2 separate regions of the Mus musculus genome follow, and region 2 is linked to region 1. Evidence: chromatin contacts called from public HiChIP or PLAC-seq data. All regions are on one chromosome and are shown on one strand. Each heading gives the region's core, a stretch centred on a gene start, on an enhancer-like site or on the middle of the called end of the contact. The rest is flanking DNA. Distances are from core to core; before and after follow the strand shown.

What was found. HiChIP or PLAC-seq counts read pairs in DNA pulled down with a chosen protein or histone mark.
Region 2: an H3K27ac HiChIP or PLAC-seq map of the HPC-7 cell line shows a contact between it and region 1, with 6 times the contacts expected there. The contact joins the promoter of 5033406O09Rik here to the enhancer-like site in region 1. A contact is called at or near these places in 10 of 39 promoter capture datasets (the 3T3-L1 cell line, the HPC-7 cell line, cranial neural crest and 7 more), 1 of 15 datasets of contacts at CTCF or cohesin (large pre-B cells), 4 of 484 Hi-C or Micro-C datasets (the HPC-7 cell line, bone marrow-derived macrophages, embryonic fibroblasts and 1 more), 7 of 115 datasets of contacts at active chromatin or transcription factors (the HPC-7 cell line, bone marrow-derived dendritic cells, embryonic stem cells and 4 more) and 4 of 9 other capture datasets (adipose tissue, embryonic stem cells, liver and 1 more).

The regions. Positions count from the first base shown.
Region 1 is chr12:111,840,433-111,846,032 of GRCm38.p6, forward strand. It overlaps Ppp1r13b (protein phosphatase 1, regulatory subunit 13B), which reads right to left. Exons shown (of 17, transcript NM_011625.1): 6 at 4,390-4,564; 7 at 3,113-3,309; 8 at 525-665. Among named protein-coding and RNA genes, the nearest start is that of Zfyve21, 29 kb to the left of the region's middle. Within about 2 kb of position 2,794, at least 29 of the 459 cell types and tissues checked have an H3K27ac peak or open chromatin away from gene starts, as enhancers often do. A contact at or near this core is called in the HPC-7 cell line, bone marrow-derived macrophages, liver and 1 more, where this site is marked.
Region 2 is chr12:111,941,118-111,946,717 of GRCm38.p6, forward strand. 5033406O09Rik (RIKEN cDNA 5033406O09 gene) reads right to left here and starts at 3,365. Exons shown (of 3, transcript NR_029464.2): 1 at 3,040-3,365; 2 at 2,768-2,949; 3 at 874-2,094. It overlaps Gm36757 (a long non-coding RNA gene), which reads left to right and starts at 4,841. Exons shown (of 3, transcript XR_003950158.1): 1 at 4,841-5,255.

The sequences.
Region 1 (5,600 bases), core at 1,544-4,043:
CCAGGTCGACACAGGGCATAGTGCTTACTCTCACTCACACTGAGAGGCAGCAAGACTCAGAGGGTGAAGGACAGGCAGACTCTGGACCACGGTACACCATTAGATGTTAGAAGAATGTGGCAGTGATCTGATAAATCACCATGTTGTTTTTTTTTTAAAAAGGTACAGACTTTTTGCTTAACACACTTGCCACAATCCCATTTCCATTTAATCTCCCACACACCTCTACACCTTTGTGTCTGAATTAAGCAGAGGACTAGAACCATTAGCAGCTGTCAGTCCTGGAGAACAGGGGGAAGACTACCATATTCCCCTGTGAATATTCCTGTACTAGTTCAGCTTTTCCTCAAACCATTTACTACCTTTGAAATTTAGAATAGCAAATATTTTTTAAAATGTAACTCTATATAGCATTTTGTTCAAGATTGTTGGTGAGACATGATTTCCCTACATAGCCTAGACTGGCCTCTAATTTACAAATTTCCTGCCTCCACCTCCTAGGAATGCAGCAGGTCCCCACGTGCCTGGATCTTCTTGCCATACAGGCGCTCCCGCAGCTCACTGATCCGCTTATCCATCATGGCCACTTCCATGTTGCGCTTGTTCAAGAGCTCCTTCTGCTGCTGGAGCTTGGAATTCTGCTCCTGATTAAGCTGGTTACGAATCTGCAAAGCAGAAGATATAAATTAACAGTTGCGTTAACTACAACTGTTAGGTGTCCAGTAGGTGAATCAATAAGTGTTGTGTCTCTTTAGGGCCAGTCTGCCCTGGCCACAGCGTGGTGGCCACTCATACAGCTGCAAGGAATTCACACTACATAAATCCAAACAACAAAGACATTTTAAAAAGTGTAATCTCCACAAAATAGACCGGGACATTCCAGAAAGCCCCTGGTCAGGAGCTTTCAGGAACTTCATGTGGAGATGCACACCTTTAATCCCAGCAGTCTGGAAGCAGAGGCAAGTGGCTATCTGTGAGTTCCAAGCTACCCAAGCTACACAGTGAGATACTGTCTCCCAATTAAAAAAAATTAATAAAATAAAAAGAGTTCCTGGTAGATAATTTGTTTGTTTTTCAAAACTTAGCAGCAGACTTGAGAACTACCAGCAAGAGGCACGTGATAAAATGGCTGATGCTGAAGAGTCTCTGAGATCAATGGAAACACCAAGCTACACTGATAATGAACAAGCGGGGGAAGGTAGCTCATGCCTGCAATCCTAACACTAGGGAGATGGAAGCAAGAGGATGTGGAATTTCAGGCTAGCCTTGGCTACATGCACACTAAGTTCAGGGCCTACACGGAACATATGAAATCCACTCGCAATAAACAAACCAATCCACCTTTACAGTCTGTAACCATTTCTGAATGTATTTGATTGATTTTGTTATATAAGGAACAGGCCAGTGGTGGAACACACCTTTAATTCTAGCACTCGGGAGGAAGAGGCAGGTGGATCTCTATGAGTTAAAGTCCAGCCTGGTCTACAGAGAGAGTTCCAGGACAGCCAGGGAACACATAGAAACCCCATCTCAAAAAACAAACAACCCACCCCACCTTTATTAGGGTTATAGAATAATAGGGTCAGCAAGGAACAGCTTACATGACAACCTCAGATCTCCTAACAGTATTTTCTGTTTCTTGTTGGGCTGTTCTGACTTAGTCTAGCTTATCTGATAGGCAGTTGTGGATGTAAGAGAAGAGAAAATGACACTTTTTTTAATGTCTACTTTGGTGAATACTTAATTCTAAGTTTTGATTCCTGGCAAAGTAATCTAGAAGCACAAAACTCTGCACCTTTTAATATTTATTGTGTTTTTCAAGAACAAGACCCCCCCCCTTACCCTCCAGTTGTTACAGAAAACATAATTTATGGATAGAATGTTTCCCATGATTTTAATAAGTGGAGCACTTTCTAATGGAAAAACTATATTTATATTAGTTAAAAGGTCAAATTCTTAGCAGGGCATGGTATCACAGGCCTTTAGTCCCAGCAGAGGCAGAAGGCAGAGGCAGGCACATCTCTGAGTTCGATGCCAGCCTGGTCTACAGGTTGAGTTCCACGACAGCCAGGCATACACAGAGAGACTCCGTGTTAAAAACAAACAAAAAGAAGGAAAGAAGGGAGGGAGGGAGGGAGAGAAGAAGGGAGGGGGAAGGGCAAAAGGGAGGAGGGAGGAAGAAAGTGACAAAAAGGGTCAAATTCTCACTTCCAGGGAGAGAAGGAAAGAGAAGGGAGTAGAGGGAAGACAGAAGTGTGGCTTTGTGTTTGAATGTCTGCAGGGCTGCCCACGTGAGCAGGCACAGCACAGGCAGCCAGGACAGAGGCAGCTTGTTTGCCTAAGGTCATGCTCTTCCAGCCCAGCTGAGTTTTTATGGGACATCACCAGGACAAACATCTTTAACCACTCATCCTCTTCAAAGCACAAGCAAGCCAAGGGCCAACAGCACTCTGAGTCCTGGGAGCCCCCGCAGCAGCTCAATCAGAACCCAGGAGGCAAACCCCAGCCCCTGAATGAGGAACTTCAACCACGGAGGTAACTGGAGGGTCACAGAGACAACCCTAAATTCCAAATATAGTATTTAAATTGCCGAGCTGTAACTGACATTTTATTATTGTTTTATTTATGTGTAAGTGTGTGTTTATGTAAGTTCATGCCATGTGTATACATGTGTGTGTGCGCGCGCTCGCGTGCTGGGTGAACGGCATGTGCATTATGTACGCATAGTGCCTGCAGAGCAGAAGAGGGCAGCAGTTCCCATGGTGGAGTTACACATGTTTGTGAACCACCATGTAGTGGTAGAAAGTGAACTTGGGTGTTCTGCAAAACCAGGAAGTGCTTAAGAGCTCTGAACATTTCTCCAAGCCTGAGGGATGGAAACGTTGAAGGCTGAAATATGACTGGTTTGTCTCCCTAAGTCAGTCCAAAGCCCTCGCTTGCGCTGAGCAGATAGGAGTGCAACCCTTGGAGGCATTTACATGCACACGAGGTCAGAACTACTATGAAGTTAGGGTCAGCGAGTCTGTTTCCAGGCTCTGAATACCCCTGACATTTTACACAGAAAGTCAGAAGGAGGATATGTGCAGTTAACCACCCCAGACCAGGCTCTTACCTGCAGCTCTTGGTAGAGTCGTTTCAACTCCACTGCTGCTGGCCCTGTCAACCTGCCATTGTATGACTGGAACCCATTCAGTTTTCCTTTCTTTAAATCTTCTAGTTGCTGACTAAGCTGATCAACTCGTAAGATTGCAGTCTGAACTTCCTGTTTCTTCTCCTGGAACATGGCACTGAACCTTTCTATCTCAGCAGCTGTAATGACCAAAACAGAAAACAGGTTATTTAAAGAACATACTCTGCCTTCATTTCTATTCTTACACTCAATTCTGGTACTATTTATGCTAGCCTTGGATTAAAGAGTATGCATAAAATAAAATAATAAAGATACAGTATATGTATAACCCAAAACAGAGTTTTTTCCTCCCAAGAGCTAGGGATGAAGAAACTCTGTTAGGTTTGCTGTGCGGGTGTTCTAGCCTACCTGGCTGCAAAACACCAGCAGGCTTTGACAGCCGTGATGTGACTCCTCACAAGTCAGTGACTATGCTTCCATTAGCTACTGAATAGTCCTTAGGGGCATCCATTTAAAAGCTAGTTTGGTCAAAGCACTTCAGATCCCAGAGAGCAAGATAAAAGCTTTGTTGTGAAGGTCTTACCCATTGCTGTAACATCAAACAGACAAACACAAACAGCCCAGAGTTCACAGACAAGCAAGAGAAGCACCTGTGTGACCTAAGTGACTGGCTGCTGAGATGAGGCTACTGCATAGTCTCTCAAGGGCTGGGATTACAGGCATGTGCCTCCATACCTGGCAGTATGGTCATCTTAATGCATGGATGAAATTTACGTAGTTTAACAAAACCAGACTACTCATTATAGCCCCTGGAGCAACCTCACAAAATCCATCACCCATAACAGAAAGGTCCAGAGCTATTCACAGACAAACCAAATGCCATACATATGCAAAAATCACCATAATTTATCAAAATTTTAAGTTTAAGGAGAAAGAATTATGAACTTCCTGATTAAGCAATACACGTAATATACATTCATCAAATTATTACTGTGCCCTATAAAAAACCATAATTAAGTTTATATTTTAAAAAATCCAGGAAATTGAATTCAAATAATACCATCCTAGAACACACCCTCACTCAGACTTGACTAGCTTTTCCAGAGAAGAATATATAATTAAAAACCCCAGTTAACCCAGCGAGCTCTTTGCTGCAGGTGAGAGTTAAGGGTTAGAAACGTGCAGTGCCATTTGGGATTGTGACCGGGACTGCCCTGACTTGGCCCGGGTGTGGGCCCAGGCCCGCATGCAGCACATACACAGATTGCCATTCATGATCTTGCTGTAGTCAACTTGTCCTCTCATGGCCCGGATCTTCTTCAGCTTGTTTTCCTGGGCTTCAACTCGCTCTTTCAGTTTCTGAAGCTTTTCATTTTCAGAAACGGACTGCTGCTGGCGGCGCTCCTGTTGCTTTAGAAAATGTAAACGCTGTTCCTATAAAGAATGAAAACCATAAGCTTTGCAGGTAGAAACTTAAGGTTACTTTTATACATGAAACAAACAGACAAACTGAGTGCACCCTATAGCATCACCTACTAAAGAACACTGAAGGAATTCTGCACACGTCAGACCACACAAAACTGACAATACTGGTGTCCATATGTGTGAGACGATGTGAGTTTGGGGATTCTTAAGGCAGATCTGATTACATGCACTCATCTGCACATTCGGCTCATGCCGGGGCCTCTGCTGAAAGGTCACAGCAAGGAACTTCGGTCTGTTCCCGCACTTTCCTCTGCATGCCACAGTATCTGTCAAGTCCCACCAGCCTTGCTCCTGCTGTCTGCCCAGGGCTCCTGATGTTATGAAGTACTTCCAAGGATCCCACACTCAATTTCCTAAATATCAGAGTGTTCCACATGGAAAGAAGATCACTAGATAAACCTCCAATCTCTACCTCAAACTACTAGGCAATCAAGGGACTGTTTGATTTCTTCATAGTTAGTGCCTTTAAATTGTGAAACGTTTTGTAAAGAACAAAACAATCCTACAGGAAAATGCACATAGCGCTCCTCACCAGTTTTTCTCCTGTGTGTAGCCCTGACCATCCTGAAATTCGATCTGTAGATCAAGCTAGCCTTGAACTCACAGAGATCCCTCTGCCTCTGCCTCTCTGCCTCTCTCTCTGCCTCTCTGCCTCTGCCTCTGCTTCTGCCTCTAGAATGCTGGGATTAAAGGCTGGCTGTTCAGGGGCTTTCTTTGAAGTGGATTCATACTGTTTTAAGACAGTATGAATAACCCTTAGGAGGGATGGGTTGTAGCTCTGATTTTTTTCTAGTTGATTATCAAGTATAACTAAACCATGACTTAGAAAAATCCCCAAACTCACTTTCAGGGTTTACCACAAAAGCAGGCTATGGGGTATATAATGGGCCCTAACATGCTCAATGTGGAAAAGCCCCTAGAACGCCCATTTGTTAACTGGCTATCACTGTTCCAGGCCCCGCCAGAGCTTTCGTCAGATTGCCAG
Region 2 (5,600 bases), core at 2,115-4,614, 100 kb after region 1:
CTACCGAGGTGGCTCCAATGTCCTGGCAGGGCAGCCCACCCCACCAATTTCAATTAATTAGGTCCTATGTGGGCCAGGAGCCCAGGGACCACCCTGGTGGTAGGGCCACCTGCATTGCTGTTGTCAAAATCCAAAGTTATAGCAAGTTTTATATTTTTAAAGATTTATTTGTTTATGTATGTGAGTACACCGTAGCTGTACAGATGGTTGTGAGCCTTCATGCGGTTGTTGGGAATTGAATTTTAGGACCTCTGCTCACTCTGGTCAACTCTACTCGTTCAGTCCCTGCTCACTCTGGCCCAAAGATTTATTTATTATTATAAATAAGTACACTGTAGCTGTCTTCTGTTGCCAGAAGAGTGGCATCAGATCTCATTGCCGGTGGTTTCGAGCCACCATGTGGTTGCTGGGATTTGAACTCAGGACCTTTGGAAGAGCAATCAGTGCTCTTACCCACTGAGCCATCTTGCCAGCCCAAGTTACAGCAAATTTAAGTGTCAAGATCTTAATTGGATTTACTTTCCATTTACAGAATGGAGCAGAACCTCATTTCATAAAAATAAAACCTACTCGTGTGCCAGTGTCCTGCGGTTTTGGATTTAAGTTTGGAGAAAGGTCAACAGAACAGGCACATCCCCCAAATCAGAATGGTTTATCTCAAAGTTATTTTTCCTGTAGAGGAGACAGGGATAGGGAGCGGTGGAGACATACTGATTGGTTAGCTTCCAGTCACTTAGGTTAGATAACAGCTGGTTTGGGGTTGGCAAAGTCTGTCAGTGAGTGACACGTGTGAGCGCCTCCATTGTGATTCCCAGTCTGCTATGTAACACTAGAAAGACAAATATGTCAACATCACACATTTATAAACATTTTCCTCAGAAAATGAGTTTATTTTCCCCGATTTCAGGAGAAATACACATATATCTACAGACCCTGCGACGGTCCTGATGGTCCTGTGTGATCTCAGGCGAGTCGTCCTGCCTTCCTAAGGCAGCCCCTGGAGCTGGATCCCTCCCTTCCCCGGGTAGGTGTTTCCAGAGCTGGCTTCCGTGCTGCTGCATGAAGGAGGTCTGTCTTCTACCATGGCCGTGGCCCATTTGAGGAGAAGCTGGAAGAGCTGGATAGCTTCCCCAGCCTGGAAGTGAGGGCCAGCCCCGCTGCAGTGCAAACCTGGCTCCCCAACCCAAAGTCCAGGCCCTAAGAATTAGTGCTCGGGATGGTTTTTTCTTGTTAAGATTTTTATTGGTGTGTGTGAGTGTGTATGTGCAAGAGCACATGTGTTCTCGTGTGTGCACACATATGACTTAAAGTATTCATGGAGGCCAAAAGACATTGTCGAAGCTGGGCAGTGCTGGCGCATGCCTTTAATCCCAGCACTCAGGAGGCTGGCAAATCTGAGTTCTAGACCAGCTTGGTCTACAGAGTGAATTCCAGTACAGGTGGGCTACAAGGAGACCCTGTCTCAAACAAGCAAACAAACAAAACCACACACGAAAAAGAAGTTTTTGTGTTCTCCAGAGATGCAGGTGGTTGTGAACCACCCGGTGTAGATGCTGGGCACTAAACTTGGGTCCTCTCCAAGAGCAGGACTTGCCCTTAACTGCCAAGCCAGTTTTCCAGCCTTGGTGGTTGGTTGGTTGGTTGGTTATTCTATGCAGAGTTACACCCATGTAGCCCATGCTGGCCAAGAACTCACTACCTACAGTAATTTCCTTGCTTCAGCCTGTTGGGTGCTTTATTTTTTTTTTTCTAGGTATTCTAGAACATTCTACAGAACCGCCTGAGCAGCCTCCCTCCAGTTTCTCAGGCCTTCTTCCTCCTCTGGTTCCTTCTGGTCGGGTGGAATGTCAGTCAACCAGCTGGAAGTGGGAGGGGGACTCAGAGGATTCTGGTCTGCCTTTCTGCTCAACCCTGACAAGCAGTGGTGCCCCAAGGCTACCCTGCAAGCAAGATGACCCGCTCTGGGACCACGAAGGAATCACACACGCGGGCTCTGTTCTGAGAAAGGGACAGGTTTAGATGAGAAACAAGAGCACTGCGCTGCTGCCTCTGGCATCTCGGAAAAACTCCAGGCTTCATGACAACAGCTTGTACCTAGAACCGAAAAAGAAGCCAGAAGCGTGCATGAGCAACAGGAATTCCAGTCAGTCTGAGCAGCTCTGGACTCCCCACCACAGGAGGCTGGGCCTGCACATTCCTGTAGCCATCTTCATCACTGCTGAGCCCCCTTCCCTCTGCTCTGGGCCGCATGGACCGTCCAGACTGGGCACCATGGCGATTCATGAGGATGGCCAGCCGTCTGTCCATCCCAGACTAAAGGCCCAAAACTGGCCCTGCAAGGCAGACCTGGGTTTTGAGAGCCTGAGCCCTCTGGCTGTGCCTCCTAAGCCCCTCTGTCCCTGTAGGGCCTGCCTTGTGGAAGCACAAAGAATTAGCTTTCGAAGCAGCAGGTCAGGAAAAGCAGGGTCTAACTGATATTCTAATTAGGGCGGCTTGAGCCTCCTCCACCCCATGACAGTGCGAGCTCGGCCTGCTGGGGACAGAGAGCGCAATGACAGCTCTGGTCTCCTCCTGCCTGATTTTGCTGGAGGCATCTTTCCTCCCTTCTGTTCATCAATTGTTTCTTTTTGGCCAGCATGGTGGGGGATGGGGCTCATGGACACTGTGGCTACGGTGGCACCTGTGTTCTCTCCCCAAGCCTAAGCCATATTGCCCTCCTGCTCCAACAGAGACCCAGCTTTCCTTCCTCTGGCCTTGGCCTGCCTACCTGGAAAGGCACTGGGTTGGCTTCCATTCAGGCTGATTCCTCATTAAACAGACACGCCCCTTGAAAGTTCCGTTTTCCTGGTCACTCATTAGGAAACCCAGTTCCTGGCCTACCTTCACGAGAGAATGGGGAGCCGAGCTGTGCAGACTGTGGAGGCCCCACTCTGCAGAAAGAAGGTCTCCCTAGGAGACAGCAACAGATGCCACAGACTGGCCCTGGCCATGCTCATCCCGCTTTCAGGGACCCACGAGTCCCTCCTCCCCCAGCCCTACCTAGATGAGGATACAGGAGAGCCAGGCTCAGTGATGACTCCGGGAGCAGAAGGAAGTCCTGAGTCACCCTGGCCGGGAGCAGGAAGTGGTTATCACCAGAACCAGCACTCCCAAAGCCCAGGAAGCCAGAGTGTGACGTCACAGCGGTGATGTCACCAGCCAGCAGGGATAGGAAGCATCTGCCAGGTCCCCAGCAGCCAGCCCTGTGCTTCTCCGTTCATCCTCTGTCCCTCTGTCCACCATGCGTGCTGCGGTCTACCCTGAGCACCGTGGCTGGCTGGGAATAGCTGAGTGAGGGCCTTGTCTAGTCTAGTAGGACACAGTGTGTGGTTCAGAGCTGGCAGGCGGGGCCTGGGCGGCTAGGGGGCGGGGCCGTGCCTGGGACCGCCCTCAGGAAAGGCCTCACTGAGCAGTTGGTGGTGTCTGCTTTGGGGCTTTGTGGGGTTCTGGGCCAGTTAAAACTTCCCTTCCTGGTGGAGGCAGTTTCACACAGCCTCCGTGTGGATGGACTCTGGCTATTTACAGGGCTGTAGGAAGAGGCTGAGTCACCAGGTAGCCTCCCTGGAGGCCCATGAGACTGGTCACCAAGGTCACAACCCTTGTGAGGCTGGTAGCCTGGAGCCTCTGGACCCTGACCCGAATGGGAGTTCAACTCTGCCCTGATAAGATATCATCTGCAGCCCGCTGGGCTTGGGGACTGTCACTTTATTGGTTTTGAAGTGCCTTGTTATTTTTTTGGTTATAGAGGTGATGTGGCCGAGTGATAAAGTCCTTTAGGCACCAGTGTGTGTGGGCGATGTTGTTGTTGGTGCCACCTCATGATGGGATGACTTGCCCAATCATAATTTACTAAAATCACAGCTCAACTAAGACCCTGGTAGAGAGAAATGCCATGAACCCCAGTCCTTCCCCACCTGAAGACCATCCACGACACACTTCTGGGGAGCCTCGCTCGGTGTGAACTGTAGGGTAGGTCTGGGTAAGAGCTGGACAAGAGAGCTGCTGACCCAGCCGGCCTGCCCTCCCCCCACCCCACCCCCAGCTGCTGTGACCACCCGGCATGCTGCTTATCTTGTTTCCCCAGATGCTTCCTGTGTGGGATGTAGGGGTGGGAGTGAGGGCCAGGCACTCTTCCAGGTCGCTCTGGAGACCTGATGTATCCCAAAGCTGAATGAACCCTGGGGGGAAGACTCCTGATGGCTTGCACGTGGGCCTTGAGGGAGAGACTGAGGGGGCACTCAGTCCCTGCATACCGTCCTTGGATGGGGTCCTCACCCACTGCGAGGCTGTAGGAGGCTGCCCCTGCCAGAAGTAAAGGCTAAGCCCGCTTCCCGTGCTGTCCTTGATATGCCCCAGCCATGGAAGCAGGTCAGGCCTCGGGGCAGCCCTCATACCAAGCTCCACTAAGTGGCACCCCTAGCTACTCCTCTTCAGCCCAGAGGGCATCCTCCTCTTCCTCCTCACTTCTCTGAACACAGAGGAGCATGCAGGCACAGAGCAGGGTGCAATAGCGACATGTCTGAGAACTCCACGGAAAGGTGCCCGCGGACACTGCCAGGCTTTCACCAGGTCCCCCTCCCTCATATCCCCTGGAACTTGTTTGCTCAACTCTGGTTCTCATCTGGGAACCTGGCTTCCCAAGGAACTTTGAGACCAGAGCCACCTCCATTGTATGTGTGATGGGGTTGGGCGGGAAGGGGGGGTGGGAAAGAATGCCTAACTAGTTACAAACCTTCCACATTCACAAAAGCTTACAGTTCATAATGGAATCTTTTCTGGCCCACAGCCCTGCAAAGCCCCAAAGCAGACACCACCAACTGCTCAGTGAGGCCTTTCCTGAGGGCGGTCCCAGGCACGGCCCCGCCCCCTAGCCGCCCAGGCCCCGCCTGCCAGCTCTGAACCACACACTGTGTCCTACTAGACTAGACAAGGCCCTCACTCAGCTATTCCCAGCCAGCCACGGTGCCCAGGGTAAACTACAGCACGCATGGTGGACAGAGGGACAGAGGATGAACGGAGAAGCACAGGGCTGGCTGCTGGGGACCTGGCAGATGCTTCCTATCCCTGCTGGCTGGTGACATCACCGCTGTGACGTCACACTCTGGCTTCCTGGGCTTTGGGAGTGCTGGTTCTGGTGATAACCACTTCCTGCTCCCGGCCAGGGTGACTCAGGACTTCCTTCTGCTCCCGGAGTCATCACTGAGCCTGGCTCTCCTGTATCCTCATCTAGGTGGGGCTGGGGGAGGAGGGACTCATGGGTCCCTGAAAGCGGGATGAGCATGGCCAGGGCCAGTCTGTGGCATCTGTTGCTGTCTCCTAGGGAGACCTTCTTCCTGCAGAGTGGGGCTTCCACAGTCTGCACAGCTCGGATACCCATTCTCTCCTAGACTGCTGGGGCAGCAGGGTAGCCTTCTTGTCTCTCTCCCTGGTTTTAAGTTGATTTCCATTCTCACCTATCCCAGACTGTTGTGTCCTGAGGGACTTCAGTCACCTAAGTTCACTGTCATATGGTCATACACTACCTTGCTGATTGGTATTGCCACCTCATCTGCAGTTGAGGA